2 separate regions of the Mus musculus genome follow, and region 1 is linked to region 2. The links are chromatin contacts, called in public promoter capture Hi-C maps. All regions are on one chromosome and are shown on one strand. Each heading gives the region's core, a stretch centred on a gene start, on an enhancer-like site or on the middle of the called end of the contact. The rest is flanking DNA. Distances are from core to core; before and after follow the strand shown. Region 1 has its middle 10 kb from the start of H6pd. Region 2 overlaps Kif1b (kinesin family member 1B).

Region 1 (3,429 bases), core at 119-2,618, 710 kb after region 2:
TTGCGCCTGGTTTATCTTGCACTGGGTAAGGAAGAAAACACCAGGGTCTCTGTGAAGCACATTGGGGTGTGTTGGGTGGGGGTGGGGGGCTTTGTATTCTAATCATCACACAGCATACTGGGTGAGCAGGTCGGGGTTAACTCAGCCTGCTTTGCAGACATGGAATGTGAAACCCGGGGAGATGAATGACTCACAGAGATGTCTATGGAGTTAGAAATAAAATCATGTTACAGTTTCTATTTTCAGGCACCATGCCCCAAGTCGGCTCTACTTGCTGGCTTCTTGCTTCTCACTGAAGAGGGAGGGAGAGAACAGGTGTGGTATGGCTCTTCAGCCATGGGTAGACATTTTCATCCCCACACAAGAAATCTCCAAATGACTTATTATTCTGTTCCCTGTTGCTGCCATAATGGAGTACCACAGTTAAACAACCGATCTGTTTGTTCCCTTACGCTGCCTCTGGTCTGGCTGGGCTACAGGGGTTGCTTGGTCCTGGGCAGAGAAGCCGTGGTGTTGCTTCAGAAGTGTTCTGCTCTGGTACAGCTCAGTGCCTTGAGATCTGAGAACTCCCCGGTTTCCCTCCTGCCTTTGGCTGAGGACTGTTCTCAGTTTGGAAGTTCCTTGGCCTGGGGCTCCTTGTCTTCAGGGCTTGGATGGCAGTTGGGAACTGAGACTTTCTCTTGCTCTTATCTGGGTACAGTTTCTGACTCAGCCAGGGAAAGAGTGTGTGCTTTAAGAGTATAGACTGGAGAGGGACACTTGTGTAATCCCAAATTATACTTCTCATTTTAGACTCCAGCTTTTTTTTTTCTTTGATCTGGAACTCTCTGAGTAGACTAGGCTGGTCTTAAATTCATAGAGATCCACCTGCCTCAGCCTCCTCAAGTAATGGGAGTTAAAGCTATGCACCATCATGCCTGGCCCAAAATACATGTTTAACCAGTTAATTAATTAATTTTATGCATACTGGTATTTTGCCTGTATGGTGTCTATGTACCGCATGAACACCTGGTGGCCCTTAGAGGCCCGAAGAAGGTATTAGATTCCCTGGGACTGGAGTTAACAGCCCATGTGAAAGCCAATCCGATGTTGGTGCTGGAAATCAATCTCCAGTCCACTTCAGGAGTGAACACCAAGTTCCTTTGACCACTGAACCATCTTTCCAGTCCCCAGTAGATAACGTTTAATTGCACGGGTGTACCTTGAGAATGTTGACTATTTTTGCTTTTCTGGCTCTTGAAAATGATGCAATTATGTGTACAAGTTTTAATGTGGACACAAGCTTTTGTTTTTCATGGGTGTACGCTCATAGCAGAACAGCAGGGTCACAGGGCAGCTCTGTGTTTGACCTTTGACCTACTCCACTGTTTTCCAAAATGGTGTACACTTCTCCCTGAACCCTGCACTGTGCCAACCCTGTGATTGTGGGACTTTCGGTTGTAGCCGTTCCAGAGGCTGCCAAGGCAGAGCTGCCTGTCATTCTGCTTGGCATTTTCCTGCTTGGCAGACCAGTGCTGATGACCATTCCTGTGCATATTTATTCTCTCTCTCTTCCGGAGAAATGTCTAGTTAAGTTCTTCACTCGTTTTCCCACTAGGTCTTGTGTGTAGCTGTGTGTATGTGTTTCGTGGGGCGGGGTGTATGTGAGGTGAAGCCAGAGTCTTTGCATCCCCAGAGCTAGAGTTCTAGAGTTCTAGGTTGTTGTGAGTCAGCTGGTGTAGATGCCAGGAGAGGAACTCGGGTCCTCTGGAAGCGCAGTCCTGAACAGCTGAGCCATCTCTCTAGCCTGAGTTCCCCATGTATTCTAAATACAAATACAAATTCCTTCCCACGTTAAGTTGCTTGCTCTTTTTGTTCATTTGTTTTGACATGGGACGTCTTGGTTCACTTTCCACTGCTACGCTAAAGACCCAAAGCAGCTTTGGGAGGAAAAAGTTTATTTCAGCTTACATTTTACATGCCATGACTCAGGGAAGTTCTGGAAGCAGGAACTGAATCCGAAACCAGGAAGGAAAAAGTCTCACTGGCCCGCTCCCCATGGCTTGTTCAGCTGCTTTTTTATACATCCCAGGACCTGCCCAGAGATGGTACCAACTGCAATGAGCTGGACCCTCCCATAAGGATCATTAATCAAGAAAATGACCCACAAACTTGCCTGCAGGCCAGCCTGATAGAAGCATTTTTTTACAATTGAGGTTCCCTCTTTCCAAATGACTCTAGCTTGTAGCAAGTTGACAAAAGAACACCATCAACAACATCAAAAACAATAATAACATCAACAACATCAACAACAACAACAACAATAATAACATAAACATCAACAACAATAATAACATCAACAGCAAAAACAGCAACAACAATAGTAACAATAGCAGCGAAAACAACAACAACAACAACAACAAAAACTACTACTACTACTACTACTACTACTACTACTACTACTACTACCACCAGCACACAGGGCCTCAAGTAGGCCAGGCTGGCCCCAATTTCACTATGTAGCTGAGGATGACCTTGAATGTCTCCTCCTCCTGCCTCCTGGGATACTAGGATATAGGTGTGCACCATCAGGCCTGGTTCATGCAAACTGGAGGAAGATTGACGTCAGAGCCTGTGTGTGCTAGACTAGCACTATTCCACCTGAGCTACCTCCCCACCCCCAACTCCCCAGAGCTGATTGCAAATGTTCTTCATTTTATTAGCGATCTCTTCACCTTCCTGATGGTGTCCTTTAAGACATAAAAGTTTTTCATTCTGATGATGTCCGGTTTATCTATTTTTACTTTTGCTGTCTTTGTTCTTAGTGTCCTAGCTAAGAAGGCTTTACTTAGCCCAACCCAATGTCATAAAGATTTTTTTTTCTTTGTGTGGTACTGAGGCTGAAGTCCAGGTCCTTATGTACACAAGGCAAGTGCTCTACCACAGATCCACACCACTGAGCCACACCACAGTCCTGCCAGGGAAATGTGTGCTTTGCATCCCATCTTGCATGGACGTCAACCTTTAGGTTCCTGTTTGAGATGTTTGCTGGTTTTGTCTTTTGCATTCCTGAGGATAAAACCCAGGCCCCTGAGCATAAGACAAACCCTATCTATATCCCTAGCCCGACTTAAGTTTCAGATCACTTTTAGTTAATTTCCTTGGTGGCACGTAGACATCTGCCTGTTTTGGGACGCACATGGTACACCTTTGAAACATTTGCTCACAGACACACAACACTGACATGACTGAAACGCCTGCCCCATCCAGTGAGACCTACCTGGGATAGCAATGCCTAGCAAATAAAAGACCCTCAAGACAATGGTCCACAGAATGTGGGTGAGCTGAGGAGTCAGAGCTTCCAAGCCTGGGAGGTAGGGGAGGGAAGAGGGCTTCACTCTGCCCACAACTAAGGTGACTAAGGGGGTGTCTGAAGAGTGCTCTGATAAT
Region 2 (3,529 bases), core at 968-3,467:
TCTACACACACACAGCCATCCAGCTCATCAAATACAGAGTTTTGTATAAATTTTAAAGATCTGCTGTGTTGTTTGGTTTTGATTTTAAGAACTAGCACTTGGATTGTATAACATACATCCCAGTTAAAATAAATAGTAAAATAAGCCATTACAAGAAATTTTTGTTTATACTTTGTAATACTTACTGCCTTTGGAAAGTATTTGAGCAAAGTACTATAAGCTCCACATATAATGAGACTATTGAAATATAAGTAAACAAAAATCTTGTGTACAGAGGGATAACTAAAAATACAGCTTGCCTGGACTAATAGTTTAGTTTAGAAATTAAAGCAAAAGGAAAAAATAAATCATAGTTTTTAATGCTAAATTTTAAAGTGGGTCAGGTATTAGTGCCCAGCACTCAGGAGCTTGAGGCAGGAGGGGGGAAGCGTGGACTGCATAGACCCTGTTTGAAAAAACAAAACTCTAAAGACAGCCTAAGGGGAAGGCATTGACTCATCCTGGTACTAAATGTTTGGTAGTGGTGTACACCTTCAGTCCCAGCACTTGCAAAGCAGAGGCAGCTCTCTGTGAGTTTGAGGCCAGCCTGGTCTACATAGTGAGTTTCAGGACAGCCAGAGCGACATAGAGACTCTGTCTCAAAACAACAACCAAACGGATCTCAGGACTGGTTCAGGCTGGCATGTGTCTAGTGGCCTTCAGAAGAGTAAGGAACTTAAAACAGCAACGGTTGGTATCGTAAGAAAAGAGCTGGAGCAGCAAACCCAGACGTCACAGTGTGGGAAACGAAGAGACGAGGAGCCTTGGGGCCTCAACACGGAATGCACAAGCAAGAAGACTTCAGAAGTGAGAACTCTAAATTACCAGGGTTTAAGATCAGAAGGCAAATTCGAGATCTGAAGGCAATGACATGTTAGAAGATGTGGCACAACAGTAACCAGAAAAGAACCCAGCCAGTGCTCGAGAAGTGAAGGAATTTTAAGGGAAGGATAGTTTTTAAAGAAGTTCAGCACAGTGGTCACTAACCCAGCTCTAGTCATGGTAGGGAAGTTTAGCAGGTTTCAGTTTCTTCACATGAGAAAGAGCTATAACAGTATGTACTTGGCATGGCTGTCTATGAATTTGGTTAATAAATGTGCTTACAGAAGAGCCTCCTGATATATAGAAACTGCTTAATATGAGCACAATGCTTTTCTCCTCGTTATTGCCGCTGCTACTGTTTACGTAGATAGTCACTGACATCTGCCGAGATGATGTGAAAAACCTGTATGAGGCTAGAGCCCTCGCTCAAGAGCACATTCCCTAGCTCAGCATATGCAAAGCCCAGGGTCCAGTGCCTAGCAACACAAAGATAACAATAAAATTTGAATGTGAGGGAAAACTGAGCCAAAAGATGCCCAAGTTACCAAAGGAGAAAATGACAGAAGTATGTAACTCAATGTCAAGCTCTGTTGTAAACATGAAAATTTTAAACTGTAAAATAAAATGGAAAAGCTTTATGGGGCTGGGGATTGGGTAGAGCACTTGCCTAACAAGTCCAGTCCTCAGCCCTGCCAACCAAAAAAAGGTTTTGTATCTAAGAAATAGTTTTCGTCTTTTAGTATATGTGCTGCCAACGCACGCATAGATGTTAGTCTTTTAACCTGCACCTCGTATGCAGCCATAAACAATCATAAGACCATTAATATTATACAGCATGAGAAAGAGAAAATCACAGACGCTTCCACAGCACAAGCAGCAGTGCACTAAGTGCATCAGAGGTAAAGGGAATATGCAACTGCAATGCGAAGGGAGTCTAAGAACAAATGGTAGGCCTTACAGTATTTTGGGATGAAGACCTGAGTCTCTCTGTGGGCTGGATTGACCTCTAACCACTATGAGAACAAACCAATCACTGAGCTCTTCACAAAAACAAAACAAAACAGAACAAAACAACCTCTGGGCAGTCCAAGACCCCTTCTACAAGCTTTCTTATCACAGCCACATCTGTTTAATGTCTTCTACCCTGCACCAAAATAAAGGTTCTAGAAGTATACATATTCACTCTCTTATGGAGTTCACACGTTTACCACTATCTGTTCACACAAGGCCTCTTCCAAAGAGAACACTGTGAAACAGGAACAATACACCTTTAACTTCAGGGCACTGTGAATTCTATCACATCAGTTTACAAGACCGAAGGGATATGCTTACTCTTGGGAAAGACTTGTTACAGTGAGTAGCCTGGGAAGGGGTTTACAAACAAGGCAGCAAGGGTTCATTGTTGACCTTTATTTTGTACACAGAACAAGACCAAAACAGAAAAAAAAATAGGCTAGAAAGCTTTGGCCTTGGGAACTGTTGACAGACTTTTCTTGGGCAATAATTTATTCCCTGCACTAATTTAGTAGAAAAAAAGAAAGTGCATTCATATCTGGTTTTGAAATGGAAAAGTCTGACCTATGCCTTAGAAACTGTACTTAATTGGATAAATTCTAGAAAAATATTCAATAGTGAAGACCTATGCAAACTCAAGAAATCTGTATTTAATCGGATAAATTCTAGAAATATATTCAACAGCAAAGACCTATGCAGAGTCAAGAAATCTTTCCTCCATTTCAGATTTATAATCAGGACTAATTTGTTGTTGTTGTTGTTGTTGTTTGAGACAGGGTTTCTCTGTATAGCCCTGGCTATCCTGGAACTCACTCTGTTGACCAGGCTGGCCTCAAATTCAGAAATCTGCCTGCCGCTGCCTCCCAAGTGTTAGGATTAAAGGCGTGTGCCACCACTGCCCAGCAGGACTAATTTTTTTCAAAAGCTTAAATTATATTTAATCTCAGTTCTTTACATGTACTTAAAGCTACTCCTTATTTTGATATGGAATCATAAACAAACATTCTGTATTTTTTTAATATTAATTAATGTACTGCCAACACCACTAACTTTAGTCTTGAGAAACAGCTTAGCAGTTAAGAGCACTGTTTGCTCCTGAGGGGGACCCTGGTTCAGCTCCCAGCACCCACAGAGTGGCTCACAATCACCTGTCACTCCAAGTCCAGAGGATCCAACCCTCATCTCTCCTTGGAGGGCACCACACAAGCACACAGTGCATATACATATACATGCAAGCAAAACACTCATACACATAAAATAAACAAATTAAAAAAAAAAACAAAATTAGTGTCTGTTGAAAGTTCACTGAGATTGCCTAACGGTAAAAATTATAAAAAAAAAAAAAATAGTGTGCTGATTTTTCTTAGAAATAGAAAAACATTGGAATTTGTTTTTGTAGTTATTCTTAAGTAGACAGATAATTAAAATAGGGGGAAAAAAGAACTTACGCATTTAAAAAAGGGAGCATGGATCGTGGGAGTCTAGCTCATTAGTAGACAGCTTGTCTAACATGTCTAAGACCCGAGCTAGCGCTCCAACTCCCTCCCAAAAACAAATATATATAATAAATGAAGTTTAAATTAAAGGGCATAAAGAAGGCAGGAGTCACACCATCTCTCCAGATCCTGTGCAGGATCAAAGTCTAGGAAAACAC

What was found. Promoter capture Hi-C pulls out the DNA fragments that hold promoters and counts their contacts.
Region 1: a promoter capture Hi-C map of liver shows a contact between it and region 2, with 9 times the contacts expected there. The contact joins two enhancer-like sites. A contact is called at or near these places in 2 of 39 promoter capture datasets (liver and pre-B cells).

Annotation. Positions count from the first base shown.
Region 1 is chr4:150,011,998-150,015,426 of GRCm38.p6, forward strand. No RefSeq gene overlaps it. Among named protein-coding and RNA genes, the nearest start is that of H6pd, 10 kb to the left of the region's middle. Within about 2 kb of position 1,369, at least 54 of the 459 cell types and tissues checked have an H3K27ac peak or open chromatin away from gene starts, as enhancers often do. A contact at or near this core is called in liver, where this site is marked.
Region 2 is chr4:149,302,389-149,305,917 of GRCm38.p6, forward strand. All of the region lies in intron 1 of Kif1b (kinesin family member 1B), which reads right to left. Among named protein-coding and RNA genes, the nearest start is that of Kif1b, 3.6 kb to the right of the region's middle. Within about 2 kb of position 2,218, at least 15 of the 459 cell types and tissues checked have an H3K27ac peak or open chromatin away from gene starts, as enhancers often do. A contact at or near this core is called in liver, where this site is marked.